Linked DNA regions of Mus musculus: regions 2, 3 and 4 are each linked to region 1. The links are chromatin contacts, called in public HiChIP or PLAC-seq, Micro-C and promoter capture Hi-C maps. All regions are on one chromosome and are shown on one strand. Each heading gives the region's core, a stretch centred on a gene start, on an enhancer-like site or on the middle of the called end of the contact. The rest is flanking DNA. Distances are from core to core; before and after follow the strand shown.

Region 1 (3,671 bases), core at 613-3,112:
CTCATCTCTTGATACAGGCCCTAAGCCAGCCAACAAACTGGAAGTTCTATCCTCTCCACCTTAGGTACTTCATTCTTTTTAAGCACTAACTTTCACTCATAAAAGGTTACTAATAGCACCACTCCGTAGAACTTTCTTCAGTCACATTGCAGGCCTGACACCCGGATGTTGTTCAGAAACCCAGCAAAACAAAAACCCACTCTAGGAATGGATTTCTCCTGATGATGGCTGGTTACATGCCTCACTTACTAAACTGTAACAATCTTGCTCCCAGGTTCATCTTTTCTGTTATTGTTCCAAACTCTGCAACAAGTGATACCACTTACTACCTGCAGTCTCCAATCTACGTTGAAACTATGTTGTAGTTACAAGTCTCGGGAAAGAAGCCCAGGATGCACGGGAAAATCTCCCATCCAATAGAACGAGTCACCAGCTTCCCTTTCCCCTGGGTAGATGGCTGAAGGAAATGCGGATCTGCTAATAAATACCCAGGAGACACATCGTCTATCTATCCTGTTCCCTTGCTAGCTCGTTCTGATGCCCATGAAAAAGTAAAGGACAAATGAGAAGCAGGCTCCAAAGCTCCGAGTGACTAGAACATTCTCCAAAAAGAAGAGCAGCACGTATATTTTATAGAGAAGACAGTCACCGTTGGAAGCCTTCCAGCTGCTTATTATTTGGGCCTGAAGAGGAGCCACCCCTGAAGGCAAGCTTGGCAGAGCCTGCTGACGTAAGAATCAGCCTGTGGTAACCCCAAACGGCCAGGAAGGCTTAACTTTTTTTTTTTAAGTACTGCAGCGAGGTGGCAATTAAGAGGGGGAAACAATTATTAAGAATCCCTGGTGTGTGCCTTATAAAAACAGGAGCACAAGGCAAAGGCGTCCTTAAGTAAAAGGTAGACCTCTTAGATTTCAGTTAGAAACTCCCGCTGATGGCTTGTAGTTGAAGACAGCACTCAGCGTCTCGGCTTGGTGGCTTCCACCCCGACCACAGAGGTTCCTTTTGTGATGACAGGATTTGATACAAAGAAAAAGCAGTATACATTATAGATGTCTTTCCTCTTTCCCGGCCTAATTTATCCAGCATGTATGGGAAGGAGTGAGAAATTCCCGACTTACTAAAAGAATCCATAACCACCTGCAAAGACTGGCACTTTCAAGGCTTTAACATAATGAAAAGGAAAGAAGAAAATAAAGCGAGGAAGGAGGCTGGAAAGCAGAACCCTATCCCGGGTGTCAAGATATTCGCCTGGTGAGGCCTCTGAGGACCAGGACAGTAGAAAGGGGTCCACGGCTAGGGAGAAGGCATCCCAGGAAAGCGACATCCTGAAGAATCCGAGTTGGGGTCCCGCCGTTTTTTAGAAGCGGCGGGGAGGGAAGGCGGGACCCCGGCAGGCGGGTGGGGAAGGACTGGAGCCGCGCTGCGCGCCGCACCCTGCCCGGGCCACCCCGGGACACCCAGATGTTCAGAGCCAGATCCGGTAGCACAGCAGGGCGCGCGCAACTCAGGGCGCGGCGGGGTTGTGGGCTCGACCGACTCGTCGAGCCCCTGGCTCCCTTCCGTGCGCAGACCCAACTCACCAGGCGTCCCGACCAGGACCAAAGCACTCACCGGCGGCCACCAGCGGCGAACTCACAGCGCCTCCCACGAACACTGAAGCAGCAAGCACAGCGGACCCCGGGAGTCCCCACAGAGCCATCGCCGCGTCCCTCTGCCCTCCTCGCCCCGGCCGCGGCGTCCCGGGTCGGGGTAGACGGTGCAGCTCGAGGGCTGCCGGGTGGATTGAATGCAGGAGCTCGGCCCCCGCGAGCCCCTACCCGCTCAGCCTGGACCCGCCAGGACCCCGCCCACCGCACGGAAGCCCCGCCCCTGATCGCCGCGCCCCGGTCCCTTGAAGCCTGGACCCGCCTCCGCACGCATGACCCCGCCCCCGAGTCCAGGCCGCGCCTCTCCTGTCACTCCCGCTTCCCCTCTAAACCCTTGGGTCGCGTCAGCCGCGCGCCCAAGCCGTGGCCCCACCCCGAGCCCCGCCCACTGCTGACCCTCTCCGCCTCCTCTGCTGGGCGGGCTAACCCTGCCCAGCCAAGTGGCGGGTCTGCGCGGGAGCCTCAGGCTGGGGCGGGTTACTCCCTTCTCCTGGGTCCTGGGACTAGTCAGATGCGGGAAGAGGAAGGCAGAGGTTAGGCCAGGAAGCCCAGGATGGAGAGCAGACAGGACCAGCAGTTTCAGAATGGCGCGATGTTTTTTTTTTTTTTCTCAATCGGAGTCTTTACCCAGTTAATTAACCTTCGTTAGTGGTCTAGGAAGGAATGCTACGTTCAAAGTCATGGTTGATCGTTTAAACATTAAGGAGAATAAATTAAAAAAAAAAAACTTTTTTAATTGTCCCCATCCCATTCTGTCTAAGCTACTTCTATTGAGGAACACGTCCCCACACACTGGTTGTTTGCTTGCGTTGGACTGGGTTTTGTTTTAATCATCTTGCAAACACTCCCCTGGAACAATTCTTCAACTTTCCAGTCACTTCTGTCTTCATATCCTCACATCAGCTCGGTAAGGTGAGTATTATCCCCATGTCACCGGCCAGGAAGTGAGCTCATGAAGTCTGCATGACCTGGGCCACCATGATCCATGTATCTCCAGTGTTTGCTTGCAGGTTTAATCTCAGCTCCTGGCTCAAGGACAGCATGCACTAAGAGGGCAGAAGTAGTTGTTAAAGGGGAATGTACCTTTTTCTGACTAGCTTCCTTTTAACTAACCAATAGCCTCGTTTTAACTAATCCGTGGAGACTCCACACAAGGTCCTTAAAGCCCAGTCCTGACAGATGTGAGCTGAATGGAGGGTGGGTCTTCAGCCCCTTCTGTAAACTGACTGGTGGCCTCTAATGCTCAAGGGGGAGTTATTTCTCCTCTCTAACACCCTCCACCCTTCTGTTACAAATAGCAATGATGTGAGAATTACCAGGGAGAGAAGCTGAAGGTTGGAGGCCCTGCCCTTTGAGTCAAAGACAGGAACTATGGATCCTATGCACAATTTGTGGCACATCCTGTAGTCTGACAAATGTATCAAAGGGAAAGGTCTGAGAAAGAATGCAGAGGAAAGACATTGTGCTGGCCAGTTTTTTTTTTGTTTTGTTTTGTTTTGTTTGTCAACTCAACACAAACTAGAGATTTGTCTGAGAACCTCAATTGGAAAAAAATATCTCCATAAGATCAGGTTGTAGGCAAGTCTGTAGGGCATTTTTCTTAATGAGTGATTGATGGGGGAGGGCCCAGCCGATTGTGGTTTCTGTAAGAAAGCAGACTGTCCAAGCCACGAGGAACAAAGCCAATAAGCAGCACCCTTCCACGGTCTGGGGGCCAACTCCTGCCTCCAGGCTCCTACCCTGCTTGAGTTCCCGGTTTGTTTCCTCTGATAATTAAACAGCAACGTGGAAGTGTAAGCCAAACAAGCCCTTTCCTCCCTGTGGTGGTTTGAATAGGACTGGCTCCCATAGACTCCTGTGTTTGAATGCTTGTCCCCAGAGAGTGACACTATTAGGAGGTGTGGCCTTGATGGAGGAAGTAAGTCCCTGGGGATTGGGCTTTGATATCTCAGAAGCTCAAGCCAGGCATACTGGTTTAAGGCTGCCTGAGGATCTGAACGCTCAGCTGCCTCTCCACGGGTGTTT
Region 2 (3,894 bases), core at 731-3,230, 250 kb after region 1:
CACCACAGTAAATGAAGTGAAGAGCCGATGAAGAAGTATCAACTCTCTGGCCTCTACACGCTCCCATACGCATCCACATAAGTGTAAACATATACACATATACACACACCACATACATATGTGCTCATGCAAAAAACCCCGTATGTCTGAAAACTGTTGTGACTGTGTAGTAGCTACATGGATGTCAGAGTCCATTTTCTTTTGCCACAAGAGAACACGCGTGGCTGCCTAAATTCCTAAACAAATGGAGATTTATTTAGATCATGTCTAGATGCTGGGGAGTCCAAGAGGAGATAGTTATAGCTGGTGAAAGCCTGGTGTGTTCAATTCCTGATGTAGAAGCAAAAGGAGACCCAAGTGGAAGAGAGGAGTCAATGTCGTGTGAGAGCCACTCCATGGCTGCCAGAAAGTCATTCGTCCCTGCATCAGTGTGGTGACTCTATGACCCAAATGCCTCCCACCAAGCTAAATCCCGAGGGCCTAACACCCAGGCAATGGCAAGTGAATCCCAGCATGTGTTTTTGGAGGGTCAAACCATATTTGAACCATAAGAATGTATGTGTATTTGTCCTGGGCTATTTCATTTGGCGGGAGGGGGGGGCATAGGGGAGGGATTGTTTTACCAGTTAAGCTGTAGGAAGCATGAATGATTTGACAAATTCTAGGGGCTGGAGAGATGGCTCAGTGGTTAAGAACACTGATTGCTCTTCCAGGGCTTGAGTCCCAACACTTATGTGATGGCTCACAACTGTCAGTAACTCCAGTCCCAGGGGGTTCTAGTGTCCTCTTTGGCCTCTGTAGGGACCAGGTACACATGTGATACACAGACATGTGTAGGCAAAACATTTATAAAATAATAAATCTTACCCAAAAAAGTGAAAATCCTGTCAGTACCTAATTCTAATGCTCTACAGATTAGGGATAGTCTTCCTCCTCTCTTATCTGTAAGGGTAATTTCTACTTAGCATTTGGATGCCTGGTAAGACTCCAAGCTGCCTACAGGGCCTGCCGTTGGCTCAGGACCCCTTCTCTGGCTCCCTGACTCAAGCAGTCAGCTGTGCTCTTTCCTCTTTGCTTGCAGTGTGGGCTTGCTGGACTGTAAACCGTCCCTTCAAGGGCAGGTGGTGTGTCTACCGCTGCACCCCAGGAACTGATGCGCGGTGATGAGCCATAGGCATTAGTAGACTGATGGATGGTTGAAGCCTATCCCTCGGTGGGGCCAGGTTGTAGATGTGAAATTACCAACTGGTCCTCAGTTTCCCCTTCTTAGGAGGTCAGGAGGCTCCCTGTTTCATGCACTATGGAGATTTTGAACAATGCGTGGGGGGCCAATGGACTTTGTCTAGGGTTCACTGGTTTCCTCCGAGTCTGACAGGCAAAGCACTCTGAGCATTATGCTCCATCACCACGATCATTTCTTATCTCCAAGAGCTGCAATGATTAACGAGATAATGGCAAACATCTGCCAGACACTAAGTGCTCAGGGAATACTGCTTGCTTCCCTCCTGAATAGTGATCTCCGAGAAGGCTTTGAGAGACCAGGCAGGCATCCATTCTTGATCTCTCCTCCGAAGGAAGGAACCGATTCTGCGTTCTGGAAAGTTCTCGGAGCTTTGGTGACCTGTTGAGAGTGACTCTGAGTTTAACAATCAAAGATAACTGTGAGCTAAGGCCATCAGACCATTAACCCATCATGAGTTGGTTCGTTTTAGATGGAGTCTCAGAGCTCAGGCTAGTCTGCAACCCTGTCTGCAGCTCTGGTTGGTCTCGAATCTGTCATCCCTCTACCTCGGTCTTACAAGTGCTGGGGTTTCAGCAGTGTGCCACCAGGGGATTCACTTCAACATAAATGTCACAGCTTGGGAGGAATGTTGGAGATTTTAAGTCCATAATAACTTCCACAATAGCTACAGGGTAGATACGGATCCAGGTGTGATCTGTCCCTGAAATGAGTAGGTAGAGCTGGCAGAACATCCGAGTCCACCTGGCCCCAAGCCACCCCGTTCTGCCTCATAGAGAGCAAAGTTCAAAGGCTCAAAAGAAAGTTAATCCAAACCACAGAAGAAACTGCCTGGCCCTCATCTGAAAGCTGAGTTTATGTTGAAATTCATGAAAACATGAAACTTCACGTTGCTTGTATTATCGTTGTCACATTTGGGAAATTCCAGGTTAGAAGACCTACAATTCAGACCCCCCTGCATAAAAGCTTTAAGAGGATGGATGAGACTCTAACACACATGGAAAGGAGAAGCCATTCTCTCTTCAGGTCCGCTCACCCCTGGTGTCTGTCAGAGCCAGTAGGAGCTGTTTTTAGTTCTGTTCCTTCTCCAGCTGTACAGAGAGGCCAGGGTGTGTGTGTGTGCGCGCGTGCAGTGTGCACGGGTGGTTTATTTTACAACCCGGGCAGGTGTTCTTTTGCTAAGCACTAAATCCCCAGAGACTACTGGAGGTTGTTTCCCCCTATTCTCTCTCCCCCTCCCCCTCTCTCCTCCCCTCCCTCCTCTCTCCTCCCCTCCCCCTTCCCCTCCCCCTCCCCTCACCCCTCCTCTCAGTTATGGGGACTAACTTGGGTCATGATTTCTGGAAAGTGTTCTTGCTCAGTGCACCAACAATGGCACCAAGAAGAGCCTGAGCAGACACTTGGCGAGATGCAGGAGTCTGTGACTCACTGGCTTTTACCTTGAAATCTCAGGTTACACCAAGAAAGCAAAAACAGGGCTTTAGGGATGACAGGATCGCTTAGCAGGTAAAGGCACCTGCCACCAAGCCCGACAACCCCAATTCAACCCCTCAGGCCATTTGGTAGAAAGAGAGAGCCAATCCTAGTAAGTTGGCCTCTGACCTCCACCCACGCCTTCGTACCCTCGTCATGCCCCAGCAGTGGCACATACAATAGTAATGTTAAATTTTTAAAAGGATCGTGTTTTGCATAAGGAAGCATGCTCATTTCAGACTTGAAAAGAGTGAATGTTGTGAGAAAGGGCTCAGCTGTGGATAAAACCTGGGATTAAGTTTGTATAGAAAGTCTTAGAAATTAAAAATTTTACAAAAAAAAAATCATATTCAAAGGTAAATTCAACCACCTAAACCAGGAAACTTTGACCTGCTGTGGAGGGAGGGGAACGAGTTTGGATCAGGTTTTTATTTGCTAATAGACCAGTCAGGAAATAGCATTTCATACTTTTCCATTTTTATTTTTTTTTTATATGTGTGTGGTGTATGTGTTCATGTGTGTGTTAGGTCACATGCCAGGGGTTAGCTTTGGTTGCTGTTCTTTAGGAACACTGTCCCCCTTGGGTTTTCAGAGTCTTTCGTTGGTCTGGAACTCACCTACTAGGTTATGTGGCCTGGCCATTCAGGAAGCGCCAAGGATCCACCAGTCTTCCTTCCTCCCCAGGACTCAGATTACAAACCTACCACTGCCTGGGCCTGGCTGGCTGCTGCTCTTTTGTTGTTGTTGTGGCTGTTGTTGCTGTTGCTGTTTTCTTTCACAGGTTCGGGGGATTGAACCCGGGTCCTTGTGCTTGCAAGGCAAGCACTTTACTGAGCCATTTCTCCAGCCCTCTTCTAGGTCTTTTTTTTTTTTTTAAGGAGGAACATATTTTTTTTTTCCATTTAGTAGTCATTATTTTAATGGCATTAGTGCACAGAGAAATTTCATGAAACACAGCTGGATCCTTTCAAATGTTTCCATTATAAATGTTCACAAGATGTCTGAGATGAAAGCCGAGATCCTCTGTTTCATTATAACACAAGGTGTGGATGTCAAAATCTTTTGATTATAAATTTTTTACTGTTTTCTTTTATGAGCTCATTACTGCTGGTTTTTCCCCCATGAACTTGAAATATGAACAGTGCTTTGGAAGGAAGATTATTTGCTTTAACTTTATAGAC
Region 3 (4,149 bases), core at 301-2,800, 150 kb after region 1:
CACCCTACACTGACACACTTTCTCCAACAAGGTCACACTTCCTAATAGTGCCACTCCCTGGGCCAAGCGTATTCAAACCACCACAATATTGAAATTTTGTACCAGGAAAAAAAAAATCTCCTTAGGAACTGTTTTTTTGGCCAAAGTTTGCATTTACAACACTGAGGAATGATCTAATTTTTTGTAGTACATTATTGTCTCAGTTTCTTATGAAATACCATATTTTAATTTGAACAAAACTTTGATAACTTTAATAGATATGTAGAAGTAGAAAGCTACACTGTGAAGTTACTTAATGTTCACAAATTACTGGGATTGAGTCTTCTCATTTTCCCAGGGATGTTCTTCTGTGGCCCATATCCTCGTCTGGTTATTCGTTTTCTTGCTTATGTGGGACAGTAATTCACTAGGTCAGAAAGGGTTGTTGCTGTTTAAATGTGTGACCTGTACAAATTAATCCCTAGGTTCTTCCTACCAGTAAGAGCAGCCAAATGATCACCTTCACCTTTGCTAATGGAGGTGTGGCCACCATGCGGACCAGTGGGACTGAGCCCAAAATCAAGTACTACGCAGAGTTGTGTGCTCCCCCTGGCAACAGGTATGACATCGCTGCTATGACTCTCATCCCTGAGACTTCCTGGTTCTGTTCAAGTGTTAAGTGAAAATTCCCAATTGTAGCCTAGTTAGAAACTGTGGTGATATCATGGGGACACCAACCTATTAACATGCAATGACAATAAAAACCACAGCTTAAGGTAAGATTACTATTAATAGACTTCATATTGTACATTTCATTTATTAATAGAGTTATCTAACCTGTGAATCAGAATCAATAGCCTTTCAAGTCTAAGTGGTACTATCTAAGAAGTATTTTTGTTAGAAAAGATGTCTTTCCCAACTTTTTACTTTTAAAAACTTTCAGACATAGAAATGCTAAAATGATAATTCACTGAGCCCTCAAGGTCCTTACCCAGGCCACAAGATGGTAAATACAAGACAGATAATGTCTTGGTGTTCGCAGGTCCTATAGGGCTGTTGTAGCTACTCCTGTTGAAGTGTAGAAACAGGATGTGGTGGCATAGGCCTCTTTAATCAAGGCCGAAAGAAAGAAAGAAAAAATAAATGTAGAAACAACCATATATGTATCAATGAATGAACATAGCCTGTGCCCCAGTTAAACTTGATTCACAAAACCAGACCATGAAACAGTGCAGACCCCAACATAGCCTCTACCTTTGCTGGTATCTTACAGTATGTCTCTCGTTGATTTTTTTTTTCTTTTCTTTTTCCTTTTTCCTTTTTTCTTTTTTTCTCAAGACAAGATTTCTCTGTGTAACAGAGCCCTGGCTATCCTGGATCCACTCTATAGACCAGGCTAGCCTTAAACTCACAAGAGATCCACCTGCCTCTGCCTCCTGAGTGCAGTTAAACTGAATTTAAACTGAAAGTTAAATTCTTCAGGAAACATTCTCTTTTGAATGTTATCTACCCAGGCCACCAAGGATAATTGCCTTCATTTAAAGTAAACTGCTTTCACTGAAATGCCCAAATTAGCATTTGAATAACTATTTGTGAGCTTAGCCTGGTCAACATGAATTCAGATTTGTCCCAGGTCCTCAAAGCAGCTTTTCTCCCCCTTTCCTGAATCAGAATTGCATTGAGAACTCAGCAGCTTCTGGTATTATTTATTTTACAAAGATTTTTGGCCTGATTAGAGAGAGACACGCTGCCTGATTGTGAAAGACTTCAATATCCATGCCTATAACATGACCCACTGAATTTAAACTGAAGAGATAAGGATTGATTCCTAACCAGGGGTTTGCATAGCCATACAGTGTGTCCTTGTCTTAAAAATATCACTCAGCAATATCACACTTTAGATTTCAAGATAAGTCATTTAGGATTAGGGAAGGGACTTAGGAAATTAGTCTGAACAGGTGAGAGGGTGCGCCAGAGAACCTGACAGCCTCTGGAACAGGCAGAAGCACAGAGGGGCTGAGGCAGCACCCTGTGTGGGCCGGGGACAGCCGGCCACCTTCCGGACCGGAGGACAGGTGCCCGCCCGGCTGGGGAGGCGGCCTAAGCCACAGCAGCAGCGGTCGCCATCTTGGTCCGGGACCCGCCGAACTTAGGAAATTAGTCTGAACAGGTGAGAGGGTGCGCCAGAGAACCTGACAGCTTCTGGAACAGGCGGAAGCACAGAGGCGCTGAGGCAGCACCCTGCGTGGGCCGGGGACAGCCGGCCACCTTCCGGACCAGAGGACAGGTGCCCACCCGGCTGGGGAGGCGGCCTAAGCCACAGCAGCAGCGGTCGCCATCTTGGTCCGGGACCCGCCGAACTTAGGAAATTAGTCTGAACAGGTGAGAGGGTGCGCCAGAGAACCTGACAGCTTCTGGAACAGGCAGAAGCACAGAGGCGCTGAGGCAGCACCCTGTGTGGGCCGGGGACAGCCGGCCACCTTCCGGACCAGAGGACAGGTGCCCGCCCGGCTGGGGAGGCAACCTAAGCCACAGCAGCAGCGGTCGCCATCTTGGTCCCGGGACTCCAAGGAACTTAGGAATTTAGTCTGCTTAGGTGAGAGTCTGTACCACCTGGGAACTGCCAAAGCAACACAGTGTCTGAGAAAGGTCCTGTTTTGGGCCTTCTTCTTCGGCCAGGAGGAGGTCCAAATACAAGATATCTGTGCACCTTCCCTGTAAGAGAGCTTGCCAGCAGAGAGTGCTCTGAGCACTGAAACTCAGAGGAGAGAATCTGTCTCCCAGGTCTGCTGATAGACGGTAACAGAATCACCAGAAGAACAATCTCTAAACAGAGTCAACTATAACTACTAACTCCAGAGATTACCAGATGGCGAAAGGTAAACGGAGGAATCTTACTAACAGGAACCAAGACCACTCACCATCACCAGAACCCAGCACACCCACTTCGCCCAGTCCAGGGAACCCCAACACACCTGAGAACCTAGACCTAGATTTAAAAGCATATCTCATGATGATGGTAGAGGACATCAAGAAGGACTTTAATAAATCACTTAAAGAAATACAGGAGAACACTGCTAAAGAGTTACAAGTCCTTAAAGAAAAACAGGAAAACACAATCAAACAGGTAGAAGTCCTTACAGAAAAAGAGGAAAAAACATACAAACAGGTGATGGAAATGAACAAAACCATACTAGACCTAAAAAGGGAAGTAGACACAATAAAGAAAACTCAAAGCGAGGCAACACTAGAGATAGAAACCCTAGGAAAGAAATCTGGAACCATAGATTTGAGCATCAGCAACAGAATACAAGAGATGGAAGAGAGAATCTCAGGTGCAGAAGATTCCATAGAGAACATCGGCACAACAATCAAAGAAAATGGAAAATGCAAAAAGATCCTAACTCAAAATATCCAGGAAATCCAGGACACAATAAGAAGACCAAACGTACGGATAATAGGAGTGGATGAGAATGAAGATTTTCAACTCAAAGGTCCAGCAAACATCTTCAACAAAATTATTGAAGAAAACTTCCCAAATCTAAAGAATGAGATGCATATGAACATACAAGAAGCCTACAGAACTCCAAATAGACTGGACCAGAAAAGAAATTCCTCCCGACACATAATAATCAGAACATCAAATGCACTAAATAAAGATAGAATACTAAAAGCAGTAAGGGAAAAAGGTCAAGTAACATATAAAGGCAAGCCTATCAGAATTACACCAGATTTTTCACCAGAGACTATGAAAGCCAGAAGAGCCTGGACAGATGTTATACAGACACTAAGAGAACACAAACTGCAGCCCAGGCTACTATACCCAGCCAAACTCTCAATTATCATAGAGGGAGAAACCAAAGTATTCCACGACAAAACCAAATTCACGCATTATCTCTCCACGAATCCAGCCCTTCAAAGGATAATAACAGAAAAAAACCAATACAAGAACGGGAACAACGCCCTAGAAAAAACAAGAAGGTAATCCCTCAACAAACCTAAAAGAAGACAGCCACAAGAACAGAATGCCACCTTTAACAACTAAAATAACAGGAAGCAACAATTACTTTTCCTTAATATCTCTTAACATCAATGGTCTCAACTCGCCAATAAAAAGACATAGACTAACAAACTGGCTACACAAACAAGACCCAACATTTTGCTGCTTAC
Region 4 (3,768 bases), core at 100-2,599, 230 kb after region 1:
GTGTGTTTGTGTGTGTGGCATATGTGTATGTGTGTGTTTGTGCTTGTGTGTATGTGGAGTATGGGTGTGTGTGGTGTGTGTTTGTATGTGTGGTGTGTGTGTGTGTTTGTGTGTGCTTGTGTGTATGTGGAGTGTGTGTGTGTATGTGTGTGGTGTGTGTTTGTGTGTGTGGTGTATGTGTGTGTGTGGTGTGTTTATGTAAGACAAGGACTCTTGTAACTCTGGCTATCCTTGACCTTGTTGTATAGTAAGGGTAACTTTGAACTCCATATCTTCCTGTTCCCCCTCCTACCTTCTGGGATTCCAGACCTTGCCACGATGCCTAAAAAACCCACAGATCTTTCTTGCTGTGGCTGTGTTCCTTGGCAGCTAGAAAGACATTTAAAATGTAAGTTTAACCATCAGTAAACTGAGGGCACCACAGATTCCATTAGATAGACTATAAGGACAAAAGAGAAGATCTGTGCTGAGTATTTGGCATCTGCCCTACATCCAGCAAGCTGTGACCATGCCCAGCATGGTGAATGGTGAGCACTCTGAAGACAAGATTGGCATGATCTTGGCATCTGTGTGGATTACACCATGGGAGGCTGCCTTACCATGCTTCACTGGGGTGGCTTGTCTGTGAGGTCTGCCAAGTCTCTGAGAACTGGGTCTAAGCCAAGAGACATGTCATAGTCTTTTGAGGGATTTTCTTTTAACCTGTTTAGTTATTTATTATTTATGTATGTGTGTACTTTCAGAGGCCAGAAAAGGGCATCAGATCCCTACCCTACCCCACCCTGCCCAGCTAGAGTTACTGGCAGTTGTGAGTCACCCAACCTAACATGGGTACTTGGTACTGAACCCTTGACCTCTGGAGGAAGAGTATGTACTCTTAACTGTTGAGCCATCTCTCCAGCTCTTTAGACACAATTTATTATTTGACTTTGAGTTTCTGTGTAGGCTTATTAGTCTTGAAAAACTATGTTTCAACAGACCACACATGACCAGTCCTGATCTTTGACGCAGGGCCAAAAATGTCTCAGAAGCCTGGCAAGTGGGGCACACAGAGCATACTGAAAGCCAGCAAGGCCCCCTGTACTGCATGTGTTCTGTGTAAATGAAGACACTCAGAAGACCAGTTGGTTTTGACCTCTGGATCCAATGGATAGAACCACTGGACAGGCAATGTCGGCTGTGGGTACACCATGCGTTGTGGTTCTGTGTACTGGGGCTGCAGGGCTGGCCTGTGGTTAGATGAGAATCCAGACTGCTGGAATCTAGAAATGTCAGCTGGCTAGGCAGCTGTCTGTCCAGGAGCAAGGTCAGACATACAGGATGAGTCAGGATGGGTTTGGACGACACTAGTGTAGGATGTTCAGAGGCTAGTCCAGGCTGCCTGTCACAGGGATAGGTCAGGACTGAGAACAAGGCTAGCCAGAGCTGTGTCCAAGAACCAGAGTGGAAACTAGAGAGAGAGAGAGAGAGAGAGAGAGAGAAAGCCAAAGGCCACAGCAGGGCGGGGCAGAGAGGGACGGGGGAAGAGGAATGTTTTCTTTGCTTGCTAACTGGTCAGGAAGTCTGTATCAAGAAAAGGGAGACGAGGGCGCAGAAGACGGGTTTCCTTTCTGTAGGACAGAACCTGGCGAGCAGAGGGCAGTCTGACCCAGGGTAACTTGCAGTTTCTGTGGGGAGGAGTTCAGGGTAAGAGGGGGTCACCTGTGCTACTTCCCCAGGGTCCTGTCACATGGACATTTCTCCCTCTCATCCTCATATAGACTCAACTGTGCCGCAGAAATAAATGAACCCCGAAGCTCAGTGGTTAGCACAAGGATCCTCTAGTTGCTGCTCCGGGGCCTGTGTGCTCTGAGTTGACGATAGCCAAGAGTCTTTGTTCTGAGGCCCCAAGCTGCCTCTCTCTTATGTTCTGTTGTGACCTCTGCTATAGTGCAGAAGAAAAGACTGGGAAAGTTCCCTTACTTCACTCTAACCCCACACTGTATTTCTTTTTTTTTTTAATTTAGTTTAATTTTTTATTTTTTGAACATTAGTGTTTTATCTGCACATATGTCTATGTGGAGGTGTTAGGTCCCCTGGAACTAGAGTTACAGACAGTTGTAAACTGCCACATGGGTGCTAGAAATTGAACCCTGGTCTCCTGGAAGAGCAGTCAATGCTCTTAACCCCCGGATCCCTCTCTCCAGCTCCCAACACTGTATTTCTTATCTAGACTTTTTGGGCAAGTTCCTTAACAGTCTCCACATTTCCACCCTTGTCTTCCCCAGGTCTAAGGCAGCCAGCTCCAGGCATGACCATCATTGCCGCAGATCTGGTGATGTGCCCTTCTGCTGCCCTCTCCACTTATGGTCTAGCATAGCTCTGCCCTTCAGAGAACAAGCCATGGAGACTTAGTAAGATTTTCTCGGCCTTCTGAGTCTCATTTTGCCAGTTGCCCTACCTCTCCCAGTTGCTTACATCTCATATCCCCTTATCCTAGGCCCACGTCATCCTCTTTCTCTAGTCTATAACATTCCATGGCCTCTCTTAGTTCTAGAGCATCCCAGATTCCCTTTGTTCCTGTGACCTAGACCGCTCAGTACCCTCCCTGTTTGGCTACCTTTAACTTAACTTGCCATTTCTAAGCTTGCATGCCACTTTCCCAGAAAGCCTCTCTTGCATAAATTTGCAAGGAAAATCATAGGCTTCAGTAGACTGTAATCTTCAAGAGAGGGATTTCCATCTTGCTCCCTGAATGACCCACACACTTAGAACTGTCCTTAACACATAACAGTTAACACATAACTTCCTTGTATGAGTGAATGAATGAATGAATGAATGAACAAATTGTATGTAAAAATTCTTTAGCTCCAAAAACCAACACTAACCAACAAAGGTAGAAAAGAGAATCATTTAGAAGAATCCTAGGGTTTTTCACAGAGTCACCATGACGTGTGCAAAGCCGGTCTGACCAAGCCATGAAGGGTCGGCATCAGGCAGGAGAAACCACAGACGTGGTTACATCACAGGGATACCCTGGCAAGGGCACCACCCTGGCTTTGCTATCAGACACCGCTGCCCTGGCACTGCAGCTGCTGGGCATTAGCTACAGCTCCATGGCCCTTCTTGTGTTTCAGCTCTCATTAACCCTGTGACTTGACATTACCCTGGGAGAGTAGCAGCCTCAGACAGGAATATCTGATGGGTGAGATGAGTTCAGGCATCCATCTGTGGCTAGAGAGCTGCTGAAAGTGAGTCCTCGCACTTATCAATGGACCGGGCAGGCCTCCACCTGTTTTAGAACAGCCATTTAAGACTGAATGACCTCACAAACTTGAACTATGGGGACTGCTTAGAATAAAGATTTCCATCAACTCAGACGGGCATAAAAATTAGGAAATGTTGAGTCCACAATTCCTAGTCCTATTCCATTCTAAAAAGAACCATTATGATACGTTGGTAACAGTTCATCCACATGTCTATTAGATGCTTCTTGGATAAGAATTATCTCTTGAGTCATACAGGGCTAGACGTAGCAGTTACGGTATGCTTGCCCTTTGTATATGAAGCGAGCGCTCTGGTGTTTTTACTTGGGAATAAAATGGCTGGTTAGAGTCTCAAGGCTTGCCCAGGTGCCGTTGTGGGGATGATTGGTAACTCAGAGGGAATCACAGATGTCCCACAAGCAGGGAGCACACTGGCTCTCAATGCTGGTGCTTCGTGTGTGTGATATTAAGAAGCCCTGGGTATTACCTGTCTGAGACTGATCAAGGTGGGACCCTGTCTATC

The links. Promoter capture Hi-C pulls out the DNA fragments that hold promoters and counts their contacts. A called contact is a pair of places that touch in the nucleus more often than the background predicts. HiChIP or PLAC-seq counts read pairs in DNA pulled down with a chosen protein or histone mark.
Region 2: a contact with region 1 is called in a promoter capture Hi-C map of pre-B cells. The contact joins the enhancer-like site here to the promoter of Rell1 in region 1. A contact is called at or near these places in 4 of 39 promoter capture datasets (the C10 cell line, cranial neural crest, pre-B cells and 1 more), 6 of 484 Hi-C or Micro-C datasets (LSK cells, embryonic stem cells, erythroblasts and 2 more) and 3 of 115 datasets of contacts at active chromatin or transcription factors (bone marrow-derived macrophages, neural tube and stem cell-derived neural progenitor cells).
Region 3: a contact with region 1 is called in an H3K4me3 HiChIP or PLAC-seq map of embryonic stem cells, with 10 read pairs. The contact joins the enhancer-like site here to the promoter of Rell1 in region 1. A contact is called at or near these places in 7 of 39 promoter capture datasets (the C10 cell line, the HPC-7 cell line, embryonic stem cells and 4 more), 1 of 484 Hi-C or Micro-C datasets (myocytes), 5 of 115 datasets of contacts at active chromatin or transcription factors (bone marrow-derived macrophages, effector CD8 T cells, embryonic stem cells and 1 more) and 3 of 9 other capture datasets (adipose tissue, liver and pancreatic islet).
Region 4: a Micro-C map of muscle stem cells shows a contact between it and region 1, with 9 times the contacts expected there. The contact joins the enhancer-like site here to the promoter of Rell1 in region 1. A contact is called at or near these places in 2 of 39 promoter capture datasets (the HPC-7 cell line and the SN4741 cell line), 2 of 484 Hi-C or Micro-C datasets (muscle stem cells and olfactory sensory neurons) and 2 of 115 datasets of contacts at active chromatin or transcription factors (bone marrow-derived macrophages and stem cell-derived neural progenitor cells).

The regions. Positions count from the first base shown.
Region 1 is chr5:63,967,035-63,970,705 of GRCm38.p6, forward strand. It overlaps Rell1 (RELT-like 1), which reads right to left and starts at 1,863. Exons shown (of 7, transcript NM_145923.4): 1 at 1,612-1,863. The coding sequence starts at 1,699.
Region 2 is chr5:64,216,066-64,219,959 of GRCm38.p6, forward strand. All of the region lies in intron 2 of Tbc1d1 (TBC1 domain family, member 1), which reads left to right. Among named protein-coding and RNA genes, the nearest start is that of Gm46913, 29 kb to the right of the region's middle. Within about 2 kb of position 1,981, at least 56 of the 459 cell types and tissues checked have an H3K27ac peak or open chromatin away from gene starts, as enhancers often do. A contact at or near this core is called in erythroblasts, pre-B cells and regulatory T cells, where this site is marked.
Region 3 is chr5:64,115,836-64,119,984 of GRCm38.p6, forward strand. It overlaps Pgm2 (phosphoglucomutase 2), which reads left to right. Exons shown (of 14, transcript NM_025700.3): 13 at 465-598. Among named protein-coding and RNA genes, the nearest start is that of Pgm2, 25 kb to the left of the region's middle. Within about 2 kb of position 1,551, at least 5 of the 459 cell types and tissues checked have an H3K27ac peak or open chromatin away from gene starts, as enhancers often do. A contact at or near this core is called in embryonic stem cells, where this site is marked.
Region 4 is chr5:64,195,757-64,199,524 of GRCm38.p6, forward strand. The region is part of intron 2 of Tbc1d1 (TBC1 domain family, member 1); the gene reads left to right. Among named protein-coding and RNA genes, the nearest start is that of Tbc1d1, 37 kb to the left of the region's middle. Within about 2 kb of position 1,350, at least 74 of the 459 cell types and tissues checked have an H3K27ac peak or open chromatin away from gene starts, as enhancers often do. A contact at or near this core is called in the SN4741 cell line and muscle stem cells, where this site is marked.